Regions from separate parts of the Sus scrofa genome. Here region 1 is linked to region 2. The links are chromatin contacts, called in public Hi-C maps. All regions are on one chromosome and are shown on one strand. The core of a region is the stretch at or near the end of the contact, and the rest is flanking DNA. Distances in the headings are between cores, read along the strand shown. Region 1 overlaps CHMP4B (charged multivesicular body protein 4b). Region 2 holds the start of ZNF341 (zinc finger protein 341).

Evidence for each region. Hi-C and Micro-C count contacts between places; a contact is called where the count stands out from the background.
Region 1: a contact with region 2 is called in a Hi-C map of liver, with 2.7 times the contacts expected there. The contact joins the enhancer-like site here to the promoter of ZNF341 in region 2. A contact is called at or near these places in 1 of 5 promoter capture datasets (liver), 4 of 47 Hi-C or Micro-C datasets (liver and skeletal muscle) and 2 of 2 datasets of contacts at active chromatin or transcription factors (alveolar macrophages and skeletal muscle).

What each region holds. Positions count from the first base shown.
Region 1 is chr17:37,317,804-37,320,503 of Sscrofa11.1, forward strand. The region is part of intron 1 of CHMP4B (charged multivesicular body protein 4b); the gene reads left to right. Among named protein-coding and RNA genes, the nearest start is that of CHMP4B, 34 kb to the left of the region's middle. Within about 2 kb of position 1,283, at least 24 of the 83 cell types and tissues checked have an H3K27ac peak or open chromatin away from gene starts, as enhancers often do. A contact at or near this core is called in liver and skeletal muscle, where this site is marked.
Region 2 is chr17:37,222,534-37,225,233 of Sscrofa11.1, forward strand. ZNF341 (zinc finger protein 341) reads left to right here and starts at 1,426. Exons shown (of 16, transcript XR_002339879.1): 1 at 1,426-1,565.

The DNA of each region.
Region 1 (2,700 bases), core at 33-2,532, 95 kb after region 2:
CTGCTGTTTCTGGGCAGTAAAACACCTCCTCTTTCTTTTTCTTTTTCTTTTTTTTTTTTTCTTTTTTTTGTCTTTTGTCTTTTTTAGTGCTGCACCCGAGGCATATGGAGGTTCCCAGGCTAGGGGTCTAATCGGAGATGTAGCTGCCGGCCTATACCACAGCCACAGCAATGCAGGATCCTCATCTGCAATCTACACCACAGCTTGAGGCAATGCTGGATCCTTAACCCACTGAGTGAAGTCAGGGATCAAACCCGTAACCTCATAGTTCCTAGTTGGATTCATTTCCACTGCGCCATGATGGGAACTCCAACCTTCTCTTTCTGACTGAATTGAATGTAGCTGCGGTCGAGCTATGTGAAGCCATCAGCTTGCCTTTTCGGGGACAGGAGGAGGCAGCCACACAGGCCCTTGTGCTCTTCCCCCTGAGTGAACCTTGACTCCCCTCAGCCGTTTTCTCCTCCTCCTTATGGCCCAGGCCTCTCCCACCTGCCCCTCTGGAATAATCTGTTGTTTACTTTGGGTCTCTGCCACCTCTTTCCAGATGTAGTCACAAGAGGTCCCAGGCTCATTATCCCTTAAACAAGCCCCAGGCCTTTCGGTTTTAAAGTTCTAGGCATTCCACTGGAGCTTAACACAGAAGAAAAGTGGGCAAGTGACAGAAGTTTGAGAAGCCTTACCCAGTTCCTGTGGCTATAGTCCCTGCGTCTCCTGGAGTGTAGAGGGAGGAGCATTTTAGGTCTTGGAAAAGATCTGGAGGCTGTTATGGGTAGAGAGGGCAGAAGGCACAGCCCGCTAGCCTTAGAAGTGGTGACAGAGCAATGCTGGGGATTCTAGAGCATTCCTCCCCCTGTCTCAGTGCTGTTGGGGCCACAGAGATGAAGCTTCCACCTTTGAGAAACTTATGGTCTAGGGAAGAGCTTAGGGCAGGCGTGAGGAAAGAAAACATTTATTCTTTGAAATACAAGTAAACAAACAAACCCTCCCTACAAAGTCCCTAACTATGTGGAATTGTCATCCCAAACACAGAGGGACTGATAAAATGGTTGGATTTTATCACATGTATATTTTAATCAATTTAAAATCCAGTAGTGTGTGTGTGTGTGTGTGTGTGTGTGTGTGTGTGTGTGTGTGTGTGTGTGTTTTAAGTCAGAGGCTTTTACTGCCTGCCCTTATGGATTACCAATTAGTCGAGAGTTTCTGGGCAGACTAAGCTGCCCCTTGGATGCCTCTGGTGCTGGCTTGTAGACTCTGTTGGGTGGGGAGGCACAGAGGCTCTCAGATCCCCAGGCTCAGGCAGCAGCAGGCCAGCTGGCTTCCTCTGTGAAGTAAAAACACACCCTTTGCAGATAGGCAGCCTGGCATTGATCCCACGCTTGCCACTGCATAACCGTATGACCTGGGAAGGCAGTAAACTCTTTGGGGACGCTAGTTTGGAGACGCTAATGTTATCTACCACATAGGGGTTTTCTGGGGGGAGGACGTGGGGTGAGCATGTAAAGCACAGGTCGTGGTGCCTGGCACCCAAGAAGCCCCTCCTAAGTGTCAGTACTATTGCATTTCTCTCCACTGTGCCTCGGCTATTTACGCTTTCCGGGAAAGATGTACTTGGGAGGAAGATGGGGGAGACAGGGAGATACAGAGCTCCTCGGAGAGAATGCTGGACACAGGCAAAGGCAGAGGCAGAAGTGGAAAGAAATGGGTAAGATGGAGAGAATGCTCACTTTTCTCGAGTATTTTCGGAGAGGTTCTCTCTCACCCATCCTTGTGGTAGCTATATCACACCCGTTTTCCATTTAATGAAGAGGTGAAATAACCTACCCCAGGTCAGTGTCAGGGCTAGGATTCTGACACCAAGCTCCAGGCTCTTTCCTCTGTGCCTCAGTGCTGGTACGAGCCAACCAGGACCGAGGTTGATGAAGCTGGTGTTGGCTAAATCATCAAGATGGTTTTAAGTTGGTTTTTTCACCAAGCTATTGGGGGTGGAGGTGGTATTGGTTCCCTTTCTAAAAATAGGCTCTGAGAGGTACTGCAGTTAGTAACACAGCCACCAGTATTTACTGGATGCATGTGCATGTCTGGCCCGGTGCCCGAGCTTCAGGTACACCTCTTATTTTAATCCACACACTAACCATGAGGTAGATATTTTTATTATCTGAGGATTAGTGAGGTTAAGTAATTTGCTTAGGGTTTACTTGATACTGAAATTGAAACTCACAGCCAGACAGCCGGACTCCCTAAAGGCCCATTGGCATCTCCCAGGCTTGTTTGAATGTGCCTTATCTTGCCTTTACCTCTGTTTTACAGAGCACACTTTTTCTGTGCTGTTTAAATGATTTGGGAGCAGTCTGCTATTCTGTGAGATTGTTCACTGAGGGGGCTTATTTCTTTCATCTTTGTCCATGTTAAACAGATAAGGGGCTTCTTTCTTTCCCTCTAGAATTTTCTCTTGCAGCGAGTACTGTGCTCCCTGTGTGTTTGCTGATGAAGTCAGCAGGGTTTCAGACTCCACTTTCCTGGTCATACACAAGTACTTATTTTACCATCGTTAAATGAAGTGCATTAGCTCCAGGCCACGGAGAGCAAATTAGGGGAACCAAGAGGTACATCACAGAGAAGGAGGCTGCTCTGAAAAATGCTGTCTGCACCTCCAGCCTGGACTCTCCAGCTGTGTGGGGCTATACACGGCTGTGTCAGGAA
Region 2 (2,700 bases), core at 176-2,675:
TTTGGGGCTTGAGGTGGATTCTGGGTCTCAAGGGTTTCCAGAAAAGGAGGCAGGGCACAGAGTCTGGGAGATGGGTGGGTTCTCTGTGGGGGCATTTGCATATAGCTAGCTGCGCAAGGGGGACTAGGAAGGGGAGGGGTGCTGTTTGGGGTGGGGAGTGGTGTTCAGAACAGGACGTGGAGTTCACAGTAGAAATGGGCCTTTAGTCAGAGGATCTTCGAGGCAATTTATCAGGAACAGGAGCTTGCAGTGTTCTACAATGACAGTGGAGTTTTAACTTTTTTTTTTTTAATTTTAGGAGTTATCTATTTAGAAACTGAAGATGTGGTTTTTTGATTATTGCTTTGAATGAGGCTAAAACATGTATTTAAGAAAAAAGAATGAGATGTTTAGAGTCAAATCCATGGTAGTCCAGTTGTAGGAGGATATGGCCATGCCCATGGGAGAGATTGTCATTGCTGGCACAGCTACCCCCATGCACACCTCAACACTTCTTTGTGGCCCAAGTGTACATACTTTGAAACTACATCACAACTTGTCCTGACCTAATTTTCAAAACGTAATGTCTATTTGCTTCCCCCCACTCCTAACTCCATGGAAAAGGACCACTGTACTCCTGGAGTTACTATAGGACTTAGTAGGTCCTCAATGAGGAGCTGATGAAGCATAAAAAAAGATGATGGGGGATCCAAATGAGGGGCAGGAGGATTTTTGGGAGACCTGGATGGGCTTTCTCTGAGGCTGGCCAGAGTGGTGCTGAGGTGGGCATTGGGAGTTTATGTAACAGAAATAGGGTTTCCAAGAAGCAGGGGAGAAAGTCCGTGTATAGAGGGAATGAAGGTTCCCAAAAGGCGGAAATGGAGGTTTCTGTAACGGAAATCTCTTGAAGTGACAGGGGATTAAGACCAGGCAGAGATGGGGGTCATGTGAGGAGAAGTTGGTGGCTTCCAATAGTTAGAGATGGTCACTGAGGGAGGAGGGAATGAGAAGCCTATGATAAGGGATGGGAATCCGTGTTACACAGCTGGAGCAGGAGTCCTGTATTAAAGTGGAGATGGGGGCGTTGGTGAGATGCGTAAGATGGGAATGGGGTTGGTTTGCACAGGCGAGGGTTCTGTGTGCGGTGCAAATATTCGGTCCGTGTCGCAGAGTTGGGGAGGGTCTCACGCAGCAGGACGGAGGTCTGTATCACAGAGTTGAGGGTCACGTCCGGTGTTGTGGGGCTGGAGGTCCAGAAAACTGGGAGGTCCCTGTGTACAGCAGGGATGGGGTCGATGTGCAGAGTCGGGGGTTCAAGTGAGGCAGGGATGGGGTCAATGGGCGCCGGTGGCTGGGTCATTTAGGCGGGACTGGGGTAGCCCCAGGATGGTGGGGGTCCTGTGAGGCCATTACTGGCTTTCCCAATTGGGGTGCCCGAGTTTCAGCGGCGGCTCCCGGGCGCCCCCTGGCGGCCCCGTTCTCGCCGCCGCCGCCTCGGCTCCCACAATGCTCGCGCAGCCGGGCTTCGGGCTCTGGTGGCAGCGGCAGCTCCAAGATGGCGCAGACGATCTTCGAGGCCCTGGAGGGTGAGCCGCGGCGAGGCCGGGGGAGGCGGCTGTTCCGAATTGCGCCCCCTCCCGCCGCGCCCTCGCAGCGCCGGGCCCAGGGCGCGTGGCGGCCGCGGGGCGGAGGGCGCCAGGGCCGGAAGAGCAGCGGGGCGGGAGGGGCACGAATGGGAACAGCCGCGGGAGCCGAGGGCCGGCGGGGGTAGGGGCCAGCGGGGCCGGAACAGCAGCCGAGTTGAGGCGCAGCGGTGATGGGGGGGGCGCCTCAGGATCGGAACAGCCGCGGGAGCTGAAGCCCGACGGGGAGGGGCAACGGGACAGTAACAGCGGGGGAGAGAAGGCCCTGGGGTGGGGGGGAAGCACTGGGACCGGAACAGCCGGAGAAGGCTGGCGCAGCGCGGGGGGGAAGGCGGTCTCGGGCCGGAACAGCGGCAGCCTCCCGGGCCTCGGGCTGTTGCCGGGGTGGGGGTAGAGAAGGCTTCCTGGAGGGAGCAGCTGCGGGGAGGAAGAAGCCCCGCCGGGTCTGGAACCGGGGGAGGCTGCGCTGCTGAAGGGAGGCCTGGGAATGGCTGCCCCCAGAGGGACGGTGGTACAGAAGCGGTGCGGGGTTGGAGGGGCCGGGCCAGGTGTCCTGGCCGTGAAGAACTTGTATTGAGCGCCAACTGTGTGGTTTGGGCTCAGACATAGTGTCCAATTCAGAAGGAAAGGATCAGCGCCACCTTTGTGCAAGGTTGGCCTCGGTGCTCACCGACAGAAACCAGCAAACTCTGGGTACCTACTTTGTGGACCATTTCGGCGTGCAGAGTTTTATAAACTCAGAGCAAGAAAGGATGGATGCCAACATTGTGGTTGCTCTGGGAATTGTGAGCTTTGGAGACAGGAAGACACTGAGAGTGTCCTTGTGTGCCTTCTGGGAGTTGGAGAGGAAGCCTCTTCGGATCCAGGGCCATGGCCAGCTTGATGCTGGGGGGCCACAGACTCAAGAATGTTTTTGGAGGCATGAGATATGTATACACAGAGGTAGTGCAGGTACCGAAAATAGGCTAGACTGGTGGTATGTGGCTGAGGCTTTGAGTCCTGCACTGGCCAGGTCTCAGTCTTGTCTCTACTTGGAGGATCAGAGTTCTCAGCATGAAATGTGTATTCCTGCCCCCAT